Regions from separate parts of the Danio rerio genome. Here regions 1 and 3 are each linked to region 2. The links are chromatin contacts, called in public Hi-C maps. All regions are on one chromosome and are shown on one strand. The core of a region is the stretch at or near the end of the contact, and the rest is flanking DNA. Distances in the headings are between cores, read along the strand shown.

The links. A called contact is a pair of places that touch in the nucleus more often than the background predicts.
Region 1: a Hi-C map of an unstated tissue shows a contact between it and region 2, with 11 times the contacts expected there. The contact joins the enhancer-like site here to the promoter of gnl2 in region 2. A contact is called at or near these places in 3 of 18 Hi-C or Micro-C datasets (caudal fin, hematopoietic stem cells and an unstated tissue) and 1 of 4 datasets of contacts at active chromatin or transcription factors (caudal fin).
Region 3: a Hi-C map of hematopoietic stem cells shows a contact between it and region 2, with 4 times the contacts expected there. The contact joins the promoter of fhl3a here to the promoter of gnl2 in region 2. A contact is called at or near these places in 2 of 18 Hi-C or Micro-C datasets (hematopoietic stem cells and an unstated tissue).

Annotation. Positions count from the first base shown.
Region 1 is chr16:36,982,532-36,986,526 of GRCz12tu, reverse strand. All of the region lies in intron 1 of LOC141378234 (a long non-coding RNA gene), which reads right to left. Among named protein-coding and RNA genes, the nearest start is that of si:ch211-232m19.4, 8.4 kb to the right of the region's middle. Within about 2 kb of position 1,511, at least 3 of the 62 cell types and tissues checked have an H3K27ac peak or open chromatin away from gene starts, as enhancers often do.
Region 2 is chr16:37,116,153-37,119,885 of GRCz12tu, reverse strand. gnl2 (G protein nucleolar 2) reads right to left here and starts at 2,313. Exons shown (of 16, transcript NM_213224.1): 1 at 2,177-2,313. The coding sequence starts at 2,240.
Region 3 is chr16:36,877,780-36,881,693 of GRCz12tu, reverse strand. fhl3a (four and a half LIM domains 3a) reads right to left here and starts at 1,983. Exons shown (of 7, transcript XM_068219340.2): 1 at 1,875-1,983.

The DNA.
Region 1 (3,995 bases), core at 262-2,761, 130 kb after region 2:
TTCTATTAGATGTTAATTGTAATTGAGATTTTTTAGAGAGCACTTATACGGTCTTGAGGATGTATTTAAAGGAAATAAAATAGTTGAGAATTTTTGTTTGTATTAGAAATGTCAACAAGCGTTATTAATATTTTTTTGTACATGTTACAATTTGTTACATGCTGTTACAGTTTTTTAAAAAGTGGCACATATATGTTATTGTTTTTTTTTGTGCAAGTAATGAACACTTCAGTATTTTCTGATAAATTACCAAGTTGATTTCAAATTGTGTACAGTTGAAGTCAGAATTATTAGCCCCCTTCAAAATGTTTCTTCTTTTAAATTTTTTTTCCAAATGATGTTTAATAGAGCAAGGAAATTTTCACAGTATGTCTGGTAATATTATGTCTTCTGGAAAAGTCTTATTTGTTTTATTTTGACTAGAATAAAAGCAGTTTTAAATTTTTTAAACACCATTTTAAGGTCAAAATTATTAGCACCTTTTAATTTTTTCGATAGTCTACAGAACAAACCATTGTTATATAGTAACTTGCCTAGCTACCTTAACCTTTCTAGTTAACCTAATTAACCTAAGCCTTTAAATGTCACTTTAAGCTGTATAGAAGTGTCTTGAAAAATATCTAGTAAAATATTATTTACTGTCATCATGGTAAAAATAAAATAAATCCATTATTAGAAATGAGTTATTAAAACTTTTATGTTTAGAAATGTGTTGAAAAAAAAACTTCTCTCCGTTAAACAGAAATTAGGGAAAAAATAAACAAGCGGTCTAATAATTCAGGGGGGCTAATAATTCTGACTTCAACTGTATATAGGTTAGATGCTTTATACTTTTGATGTTGAATGAGACTCTTTGAATTGTATTCATTCTGTACTGTGTTCAAAAGAGGTCTTTAAAAAGCACTTAGACAAATTAAATATATATATATATATATATATATATATATATATATATATATATATATATATATATATATATATATATATATATATATATATATTTATATTTATATTTAAATATAAAAAAATGTTAAAATTTTAAATTTTATATTTAAATATAGCTATATTTGTTCAGTCCCAGTGTGCATTTATTCAGCTTGCATGCAGAACAGCAATGCTGCTCAACCACACCCTTGGATCAATATCATTTGACCGCTGTTACAGTAAATATTACAGCTTTATAAAATGTTTCTTTGACAGAATTTGGTACCTGATATCTTTATTTTGTGGTTCATTTACTCTACTCAAACTGATGTTTTTGACTGTATGAAATGGCCAGACTAAACGATATAAAAAGTGATTAAATGTTTCCAATGCTTATTTACTTGTTTGTACTGTATTACGTTGTCTTGTTTCAGAAATAAAATTGTTAAGTTTCTTTTCTTTTCTTTTACAGTCTTTAAGTACTTTGCCGTAAACAGAATTTCCAACCACAGCATAAGATCACCGCCTTGTGGTCAACTATAAGAACTGATATTAGCCTTTTTGAGAACCTACCTTGGTCAAGTCCAAACAGCAACACTGAGAACTGACACAACTGAGAGAGAACTCAAGAGCTTTAAAGAATGCAGATGGAACGTTTAGAACGCCATGTCACCGGCTAAGAATGTCACTATGAGGAGCGCTGCTAAAGGGATTAAAAGGAGAACAATTTTAATTATTTTCAAATGGATATAAAGTGTTATTTACTTACCCCAGTCGATTTAGAGACATGTCAGCTGATTAAAAAAAAACTATGATGAAAATTAAAAGAAATGTCGGCTAATTCGGAAACCTCGGCTTCGGCTAGCTTAATTGATAGCTGTCACAAATACTTTGGGCTATAGCTACCGTTTTTATATTAGAACTTTTTGGGAAACTATTGAAATGAAGCCTGTATTAACAATGATTGCAGGTTTTAGAATGGCTGGTAACAAATAAATCCCAACTATATAAAATATTTATGACCCATTTTATTTTAGGTTCTTAGCACCATTGTAGGTCTGCTTTATCATTTATAAAAGATACATTTGGACCAGCAGCAATCAAAAGTGATAATTACATAATGTCAGGAAAAAAAAAGAAATGAGTTTTAAAAGGATCATTTTAAGTACAAACTTAGATTTAGGCTATAAGACAAACACAGCATAAAATAGCACACTTTTATCTAAAACACACATACCTACAAATAACATGTGGCCACTATCAGTATTTCTTATTTTTTTCTCCTTTTTAGTGACCCTAATGCTATTTCATTTACTGTGGTAAAAAATCTTATACATTAGGGCACTGACTATATCAATACTATATAATCATCATCTTCAGATTAAAATCAAAACAACAGACACAGAATACACCAAATTTAAATAGGTTGTTTTCCATCAACTAAAACTCCTTCTGTAGCCTATAACCTATATTTTTCTTTAAACAAAACTGTGACAACACTGATATTGACAAATTAAATGAAATTGATGTGAAATGAAATTATAGTAAAAATTTAAGTGATAAAACTGAGTCGTCAAAACAATTTCTGAAATTTCCACATTTCCACGTTTTAGATTTCTTTATAGTTTAATTAATTGATTAATTCATTTATTTATTTGATGAAAGCCATATTTAATGCATATGTATTAATGTTTAATATGATGGATTTAGGCTAAATAGTGAACCACTATTTTGTGATAATTTTCACCTTGGATTTAGAAATACAGATGGAGTGATAAAAATTGTTTAGAAATAACAACAATTAGGCCTGTTACTTTAGAACAGGGATTTTTTATTCAGTTCTTTTTTTTTTCAAATGTTACAATAGCTATTGGTCAGTGGTGACTGTTCAAAAATGGAGGAAAGTACTTTTTAAAGGATAGTTCATCCAAAACTGAAAATTATTATTATAATTATAATAATCATATACTCTCTCTTCACTTAATCCAAACCTGTTTGAAAAAGAAGATTTTTGAAGAAAGCTGAAAACATGAAACCATTGACTTCCATGGTAGATCTATTTGTTTATGAAAGTCAATGGTTACAGGTTTTCAGCTTGCTTAAAAATATCTTCTTTTTAGTTCAACGGATGAAAGAAATTCAAACAGGTTTGGAACAAGTGAAGGGTGAGTAAAACAATGACAGAATTTACCATTTTGGAAAATTCCAACTCTTTAATATCTATAATCATTAATAATAATAATAATAATTTAATTAATTAATTTTCTTGTTGGCTTAGTCCCTTTATTAATTCGGGGTCGCCACAGTGGAATGAACCGCCAACTTATCCAACACATTTTTTATGCTGCAGATGCCCTTCCATCCGCAACCCATCTCTGGGAAACATCTACACACACACATACACTACAGACAATTTAGCCTACCCAATTCACCTTGGCCACTGCTTCGCCATAATAATAATTTATTATTGTTATTTCTTAAAAATAGGTGATGCGGTTGCACAGCAAGAAGGTCGCTGGTTTGAGCCTCGGCTTGGTCAGTTGGCATTTCTGTGTGGAGTTTGCATGTTCTCCCCATGTTTGGGTGGGTTTCCTCTGGAAACTTGTGCTATAATGGGTAAACTAAAATTGTCCATGGGTGACGCAGTGGTGCAGTAGGTAGTGCTGTCGCCTCACAGCAAGAAGGTCGCTGGGTCGCTGGTTCAAACCTCGGCTCAGTTGGCATTTCTGTGTGGAGTTTGTATGTTTTCCCAGTCCCTGCATTCATGTGGGTTCCCTCCGGGTGCTCCGGTTTCCCCCACAGTCTAAAGATACGTGGTACAGGTGAATTGGGTAGGCTAAATTGTCCATAGTGTATGAGTGTGTGTGTGATGTTTCCCAGAGATGAGTTGCAGCTGGAAGGGCATCTGCTGCGTAGAAATGTGCTGGATAAGTTGGCAGTTCATTCCGCTGTGGCCACCCCGGATTAATAAAGGGACTAAGCCGACAAGAAAATAATTGAATGAATGAATGAATAAAATTGTCCATAGTGTATGTGTGTGAATGAGAGTGTATGGGTGTTTCCCAGTGATG
Region 2 (3,733 bases), core at 1,064-3,563:
AGTAGGAATGTTTTTAAGTTTTTGTTCTTGTCTACACACAAAGCAAATGCTTTTTTAAAAGGACAATTTTAATAGTGTAATATTAAAATATTTTATACAGTAACATAAGGCAACGTTATGAGGTAAGGCTGCACAAAATATCGTTTCAGCATCAATATCGCAATGTGCATGTCCGCAATAGTCACATCGCAAGATATGCAATAGTGAGTTGGGAACTTGGGATTACAGCGGATCAGCACAACAGTTGAGAATACATGAGATTTGTGGAGTCACAGCCATGATGACAGTAATTTTATCATTTGCAAGGCATTTCAAAAGAGTTTAAAGCATTCAGGCACAAAAAAGTACATTTGTAACTTTAGTGAAGAATAATTTTACTGAATTATAATAATGAAGACTATACAGTGTTATTTTTAACATTTCATTATTCAATTTCTGTACCTGAATACTGTTTGACTCTATGGAAAACCATAAAGCATGTTTATTTAATTTTAAATTTAGCTGCTCTATTATAATAATAATTGCTTGTAATTTGTTTATTTTTATATATGATTTACACCCTTACAAAATCATCCCAATCAATCTAAATCAATGATTTCTTTCCAAATAAAGCATTCTGGTGAATATGTATTCCTATGGCTATATATCACAGAGAAACTAAATATTGCAATGTCAGATTTTTCCAATAACGTGCAGTTCTATATTGAAGTAATGATACAGTTTAATTGAACATTTTTTATTTAAATACGTTAATCATTCCTGTAAAGTTGAAGCAAGTCAAATTGCATTACATTGTCAACATCAACCTTCAGTAAATAATTTGATTATAATCATTAGGTTATATAAAAAAATTAATTAATTATTATTATTATAAACGTTGCACAAAGTTGATGCTGAATACATTTTGAAACTGCACTATACATTATAACAACATTTATTTATTAGGGCAGATTATACATGTTTTGACACTGTAAATTAGGGCTGCACAATATATCATATCAGCATCGATATCGAAATGTGTGTGCCTGCAATAGTCACATCACAGGATCTGCATTGTTGAACCGGTATTATAATAGACCATTTGAAAACACTTATGATTTGTCACTGCAATGTTTAACCATGAAATTACCAAAACATTTATTATGTATGTGCATTTTTAGGACCAGTGACCCTTTGCTTTGAGCATTTTTAAACTGAGTGTTAGTTATAAGAATTTACGTTTCTACATTTTTTTAAAGATTGATGATATTTTTGTATATTTACACACAATGAAAACTAAAAAGTGTTGTCTTATATTTAATTATAACATTTAAGCATCCAAATCTAGAAAATCATAAGGCACGGGGCATTTTATTTGTATCATTGCTCGTGTATCCATCAAATCTTTGTGATTGATTTATTGTATTTTATGCAGATACTCTCCAATATAAAATCATCCCAATGTATCTAAAATTATGAATTCTTTTCAAATTGAGCTATTGTTTTCAAATCTGGTGAAATTATACCTAATATTGTAGAAAAGTAAAATATCACAATGTCAGATTTTGTTGCAATATGGTACAGCCCTGCTGCACCTTTAGGTCAGTTTAACGCATCATTACAAAATAAAAATAGGAATTATTTCTTAAAAACACGTTCAGCGTATATAATTTCACTTCAAGCTTGTCATGTACCATTAACACAAAAATTGTAATCGACTGCCTTTTAATACAAGTTAGCTATGAGCAAGAAATCAATCAGGGTTAAGAGCAAAATGACATCTGAAGTATCACATTTTATACACGACAGCAATTACATGACAGGAATGTTGACAGTATAACAGCCATAACTGCTCAAATAAAGACTTGACAAATAAAACTAACATTAAATCTTGCATAGTTTAAAACAACTTACAAAACTGTGGAAAACAATTCTCTTTACAACCAATAACATTAACGTTTCTTACAAAATAAGTTGAGGTAAACATGTACACATTGCTGTGGCAATCTAGTGCGAGTAACGTAATTAATTTAAATGAAACATTTCCCTCAAGTGGAAAAAAATTACTCTATAAAATACCGATATAATTAACGTTACTCAATGATTCTTGATTGTTTTCTGAACTAGAGTTGGCTAACAGTTAATGCATTAGCCGACTAGCAGTTGACAGACAGATCAGTGGTTTATGTTAACTTACCGGGATTACTACTGGAGTTTGAGGTGTTTATGGAGCTTTTCCCCTTGAATTTTGCCTTAACCATCTTAAACGATTAATCCGGGGCCCTCGTATTACTGTAAATAAAAGAAATAATGCAGTGTTGCAGTCCGTTGTTGATTTCCACGTGTTACAATAAACTACACGAACCCGGAAATACGTCATCAACCACGCGACGAGTTTGCCCCCTCACCACTGAGAAGAAAGCTTATCTTGATGAAATGTATTGTTTCACAATAAGATGCGATAGCGTTCATTGTTTTCGTTTATTAAACTAGTGTATACTGTTGTTAACAGTTAGCCAATGTACTGTTGGGGATGTTTTCATCCACTCTGGGCTGATTTTGAGTCTTAATTTTGTCATACATTTTTCTGTGTTCAAGCCAATGGTTTCAGCTGTCATGATTTTTGGTGCTAAATCATATTTCAAGAAAATGCTTTGAAATTTAAAAAACACTCAACGATACACTCTGGGCAAATTTACTACCCTTTGTTATGTTCGGGATGAAAACATCCACTGAATTAAACTGCTATAAAAATGCATCAGATAACTACTTCTTTCAATTATTTTTGCACAAATCTGTTAATCAACCTCAGTCCTGATCAAAGCTACTACGTTGTTTGGAAAACTACAGGATTTTAACCCTTTAATTGCCAAATTCATAAATGATGTCACAGATTTTTTTGTGTTTTAACATTCATTTATTCATTTTCTTTTCGACTTAGTTCCTTTAATTATTCGGGATTGCTACCGCTGAATGAACCGCCAACTTATCCAGCATGTTTTTACGCAGCAGATGCCCTTTCAGCCGCAACCCATCTCTGGAAAACTGTTTTAACAATACAAACATATTTATCATAAAAATGGATGACATCAAGTACAATTGTAAACAAATAAAATTAATAATAATAATAATAATGAAATAAGATAATAGTAAAAAAAAACAGAGTACAGAGGCAAATTAACAAATTAATTTACAAAGTCTTTATAAAATTTCATAGTTTTAACACTTTTTTGCTGTAAACATTTTGTAAAGTAGTAATTAAACAATTTAGTCACAAAGAAATGTTGCAACTTAGGTAATGATGAAGAAAATGTACATTTGTGAATATAATATTTACCCAATAAAATAAATGCATTGCCTATAAATTCTATGTTATGTTTATCATAAGAAAAGTAACAAATGATATCACACATGGACAAATCAATTTTAAACTTACATTTTGATGAAAAATAGATGGAAAAATTAGACCAAATCATATTAACGTGGGCATTTGACAAAAAGATGATCAATTGATTCAATGCTTAAGTTACATTTTGAGTTGGGATTACTGAATTAAGATACAATCTCATTTGTAGGGTAGATATTGTGTAACACTTTTAAATGTAGTTCTTTAACTTTGTTGGGAACACAAAATTTGTAGGTTAAGAGCCAAACGTTTTTCCAGTTAATTTGATCCATTACAGAATTAGACAGAAATTTTCCCCTCGAAATTATTCTTTTCTTTGACTGAAACACGTTTCCTATATTTTTATTA
Region 3 (3,914 bases), core at 734-3,233, 240 kb after region 2:
TTTTTTCACATTATTTTTTTGTATTTTGTTTGTATCTTTATTTATTTATTTATTTATGTGTATGACTCCCCTTGTCTAATATCCTTTTTTGTTTTTATTTGTATGTTCATTAAAACCAACAAAGAATTTTTAAAAATAATAGTATGAATCCCCCCCACCCCCAACAAACTAACTCACCCAAAAATGTTGTTGAATGGTATAGTGTATTTAAAAAATCTAAAATTTAAATTTAATAATTATTTATAGAAGTCACTCTAAAACTAAATAAAAAAAATCCCCTGTTTATCGTGCCTTTATAATTAGAGAGTAAAATACAGACATATCCTAATGTGTTTAGACATATAGAACTGCATATTGCACAATCGCCTCCTGAAGCACTCAGTAAAATGAGTCATAATACAGTATGAGCAGCACACTATGGCTCATAAAGTTTGTGGCATGTATATGAGAGGATGGAACTTAAGTTTCAAAGGTGTGATTTGGTTTCTCCACAAGCACTTCTGAACTCTTCTTGGAATAATGAATGGGAAAAGAATAGCAGAGCGCTGGCGGCAGACAGTATGGGAATCTGCCTCTGAAGTAAGCACATTAAAGGCTGCTTAATACACCAAAAAGGCAAAGTGATGCACCTCAAAGATGTCTACTCTGCTTTTTTCTCATACACACACAATCACATGCATGCCAGAACATGCCATAAAACTTATAGTAAAATAATCAATGAGTCACTGAGCATGACACAACTGACCGGCTGCCTGCAATGTGTACAGGATGCCAGTAACAGCAGCGTGGCTTGAAAATAGAAAAGAAAAAGGAAATGAGATGTGAACTCTGTTCTGTTCTTCTTGCAAACTTTCCTGACCTATTCACTGCATTTGTTTTGCAGTTGTCTGACTTGTCAAAACTTTGCTGAGAAACAATGCCAAAAGTTTAGTCACCAGCTGATCTGATTTTTAAAGCAGACTCACCCATTGACTGATAACATATTTCCACTCTTCAGTTTTCAGCCATTCAAGGTGTGCCTTTATGAGTCACATCACTCACTGATATGTGATTTCCTGTTGCATGTTTAATTCAATGTTACTTTCTATAAACACAGCAGATTACGAAATAGCGTATTATCACTCTCAGCAGATGTCTATATTATTACCTCATCAAACAGTGCTGCTGGTTACTAAAAACCGTTCACTTTGCCTTGGAATGCAACATGTCCTGGGATGAGCTGTTCTCAAAGATGAGCAGTCAAGTTCCAACCTGGATTTGCTTTTGGCTAAACTCAAGAATATGTCAGGACCCCCATGGCACACATCTTCAGTGTGTTTCTCTAATAGTTTTCTGCACACGCACAAAAAGACTTGAGGTTTGGCTGTCAGAAAACTTATACAAATTACTGTCATGTCTTGACACGTGTGCCAGATTCTTCTGAAAATTACAAGTGTGTGGAGCACAAAAAGTTCACCACAGGAGAGTTAAAGATGACCTTGAAAGGGCTTAAATATAATAGTCTTTCACTCACTGAAGAATGAATGGCATTTCTGTTACTGCTGGTTCAGCAAATATATTTTTAACCCAAAGCCAAACATGAGTAAGCATTCAACAGGTGATCCTAGGGATTTTACCTCAATGAACTATCTATGAAACTGCAATTTGAGTGTTAATGCAATATAAACAAGTTATAACAGTTATTTGAGGAACAACAGGTTTTGCCTACAACTTCATCGAGAGCTTTATGAATGAATGGACACTTTCATAGGCGAACAGTTAATCGATTTTTACTCGCTGGCTATCAATAATAATAAACGGGTTGATAATGCTCTCTGTCACGTGAGTTTCTTACTTTAAATGACAGGAAAGAAAAGAAGAATTAGCGCACCTACCCAGTCAAAACTCCTTCAGTACTCTGTCCTAGTCGGGTCAGTTAAGTTGGCCTGGTCAGCAGATGTGTAGTCCTGCAGAAGTGTCCGGCTCTCCCTCAAAGCACCGAATGAGAGAAATGCTCGCGCTCAACTCTTCCATGCGCTACTATAGAGGAAGTTGAGTGAGTCACAAGCTCCCGCCCCAGTGGATGAAAACGGTCTTCCTTCTTTTCGAACAAAGTTTCATTCAATAAGTCTTAAATTGAGTTTGCTTCGTTATCCAGTGACTTCTTGTCTGCAGTTATCTTTAGCGCGCAAAAGAGCATCTGGCTGTTGTAAACGAAAGAGGATCAAATGCTTGCTTACCTGTTACTTGACACTCAAATCTGAGGGGGATGATGAACTTTTTTTCTCTCGGTAAACGTAGCTGCTCATGGGGGGATGGAGCATATTGTAGTTTTTATTAAACGGAATTGATGATTATGATATTTTCTCATATATGTTGGTTGATTATTAACAGTTGTACGATGTTTTCGTCTAGAAACATTCAGCTGTAGAAAGTCAAGAAAAGTTCATCGTTTGTTTTTTTTTTTCCTTTTCAAGTATCTTTTATGCTTCAAGAAAAATGATTGTACTTCTAAAATTACATTTCTTCAGCGGTTATAATTATTTATGACCTTTTCAGCCAGTTTTTGAGCAAAGAATCACAATTAAGATGTTCAACATGCACTGTAAATCTGAAATGTTTTAGTGCACAGACATAAGTTTGGACTGTGTGTAAAGAAGAGACGGATTAGGGCTATTGCTGAAAATAGTTTATAAAAGAAAAATACAGAAGCTAATCATTTTAAATTTGAAATGAAACATCTATATGGATTTTTTAAACAGGGATGCGTGTACTGTATGTCCACTGGATTAACCTAAACACTTCATGAGGAAAACCATTTAAAACACATTGTTTCAGTCTACAATAATGGATAAACAAATTATTAGTTCATTCATTTTCCTTCGCCTTAGTCTCTATTACAGCAGAATGAACCACCTAATTTTCCAGCATATGTTTTACCAAAGTCACTTTGGTTTTACCTTCCAGCTGCAACCCAGTGTTGGGAAACACCCATACAAAGTTATTCTCTAACACACACATATACACTCATACACTACGGCCAATTTCATTCATTCATTTTGTTTTTGGCTTAGTCATTTTATTAATCTAGGGTCAACACAGTTGATTGAACCGCCAACTTATACAGCATATGTTTTACGCAGCGGATGCCCTTCCAGCTGCTACCCAGTACTGGGAAACTCCCATGCACAATCATTCAAACACACACACACACGCACACACACACACACACACACACACACACACACACACACACACACACACACACACACACTGTACACTACAGCCAATTTAGTTTATTTAAATAACCTATACCGCATGCCTTTAGCCTGTGGGGGAAACCAGAGCACCCAAAACCCACGCGAGCATGGGAAGAACATGCAAACTCCACACAGAAATGCCAACCTGCCCAGCTTGGACTTGAACCAGCAACCTTCTTGCTGTGAGGCAGCAATGCTAACCACTGAGCCACCATGCCACCCCTGAACGAATTATTGCCATGTGATATTTGCAAGAGTTTGCTAAATACTGTAAATACTTAAGGTACTTAAATGTCATCATCTGTAACAGAGGTAAGTGTTTCTTTGATCTGTTTTGTTTTCTCAGTCATCTTTGAAATATGATAGGCTACTCAGAAGATACAATATCAAAACTCTCTTGCAATATTAATGTGACTTTTTCCTTGTATTAATTCAGACAACCACAAAAAAAAAAAAAAAAAAAACTCTTAAATGAGTAATTGCTCCACATCAAAACATCAAATGATGAATTGCATGTCCAGACATCAGAGATTATATTACTGAAATTTACCTAATATATTTTGAGTTGACATATGAATGATTGGCTTACAATAAACAAACAGGTGTATAGTGCCTTCTTGTACCAAGAATACTCTACACATTTATTGAATTACACCAATAAGGGACATCATGCTT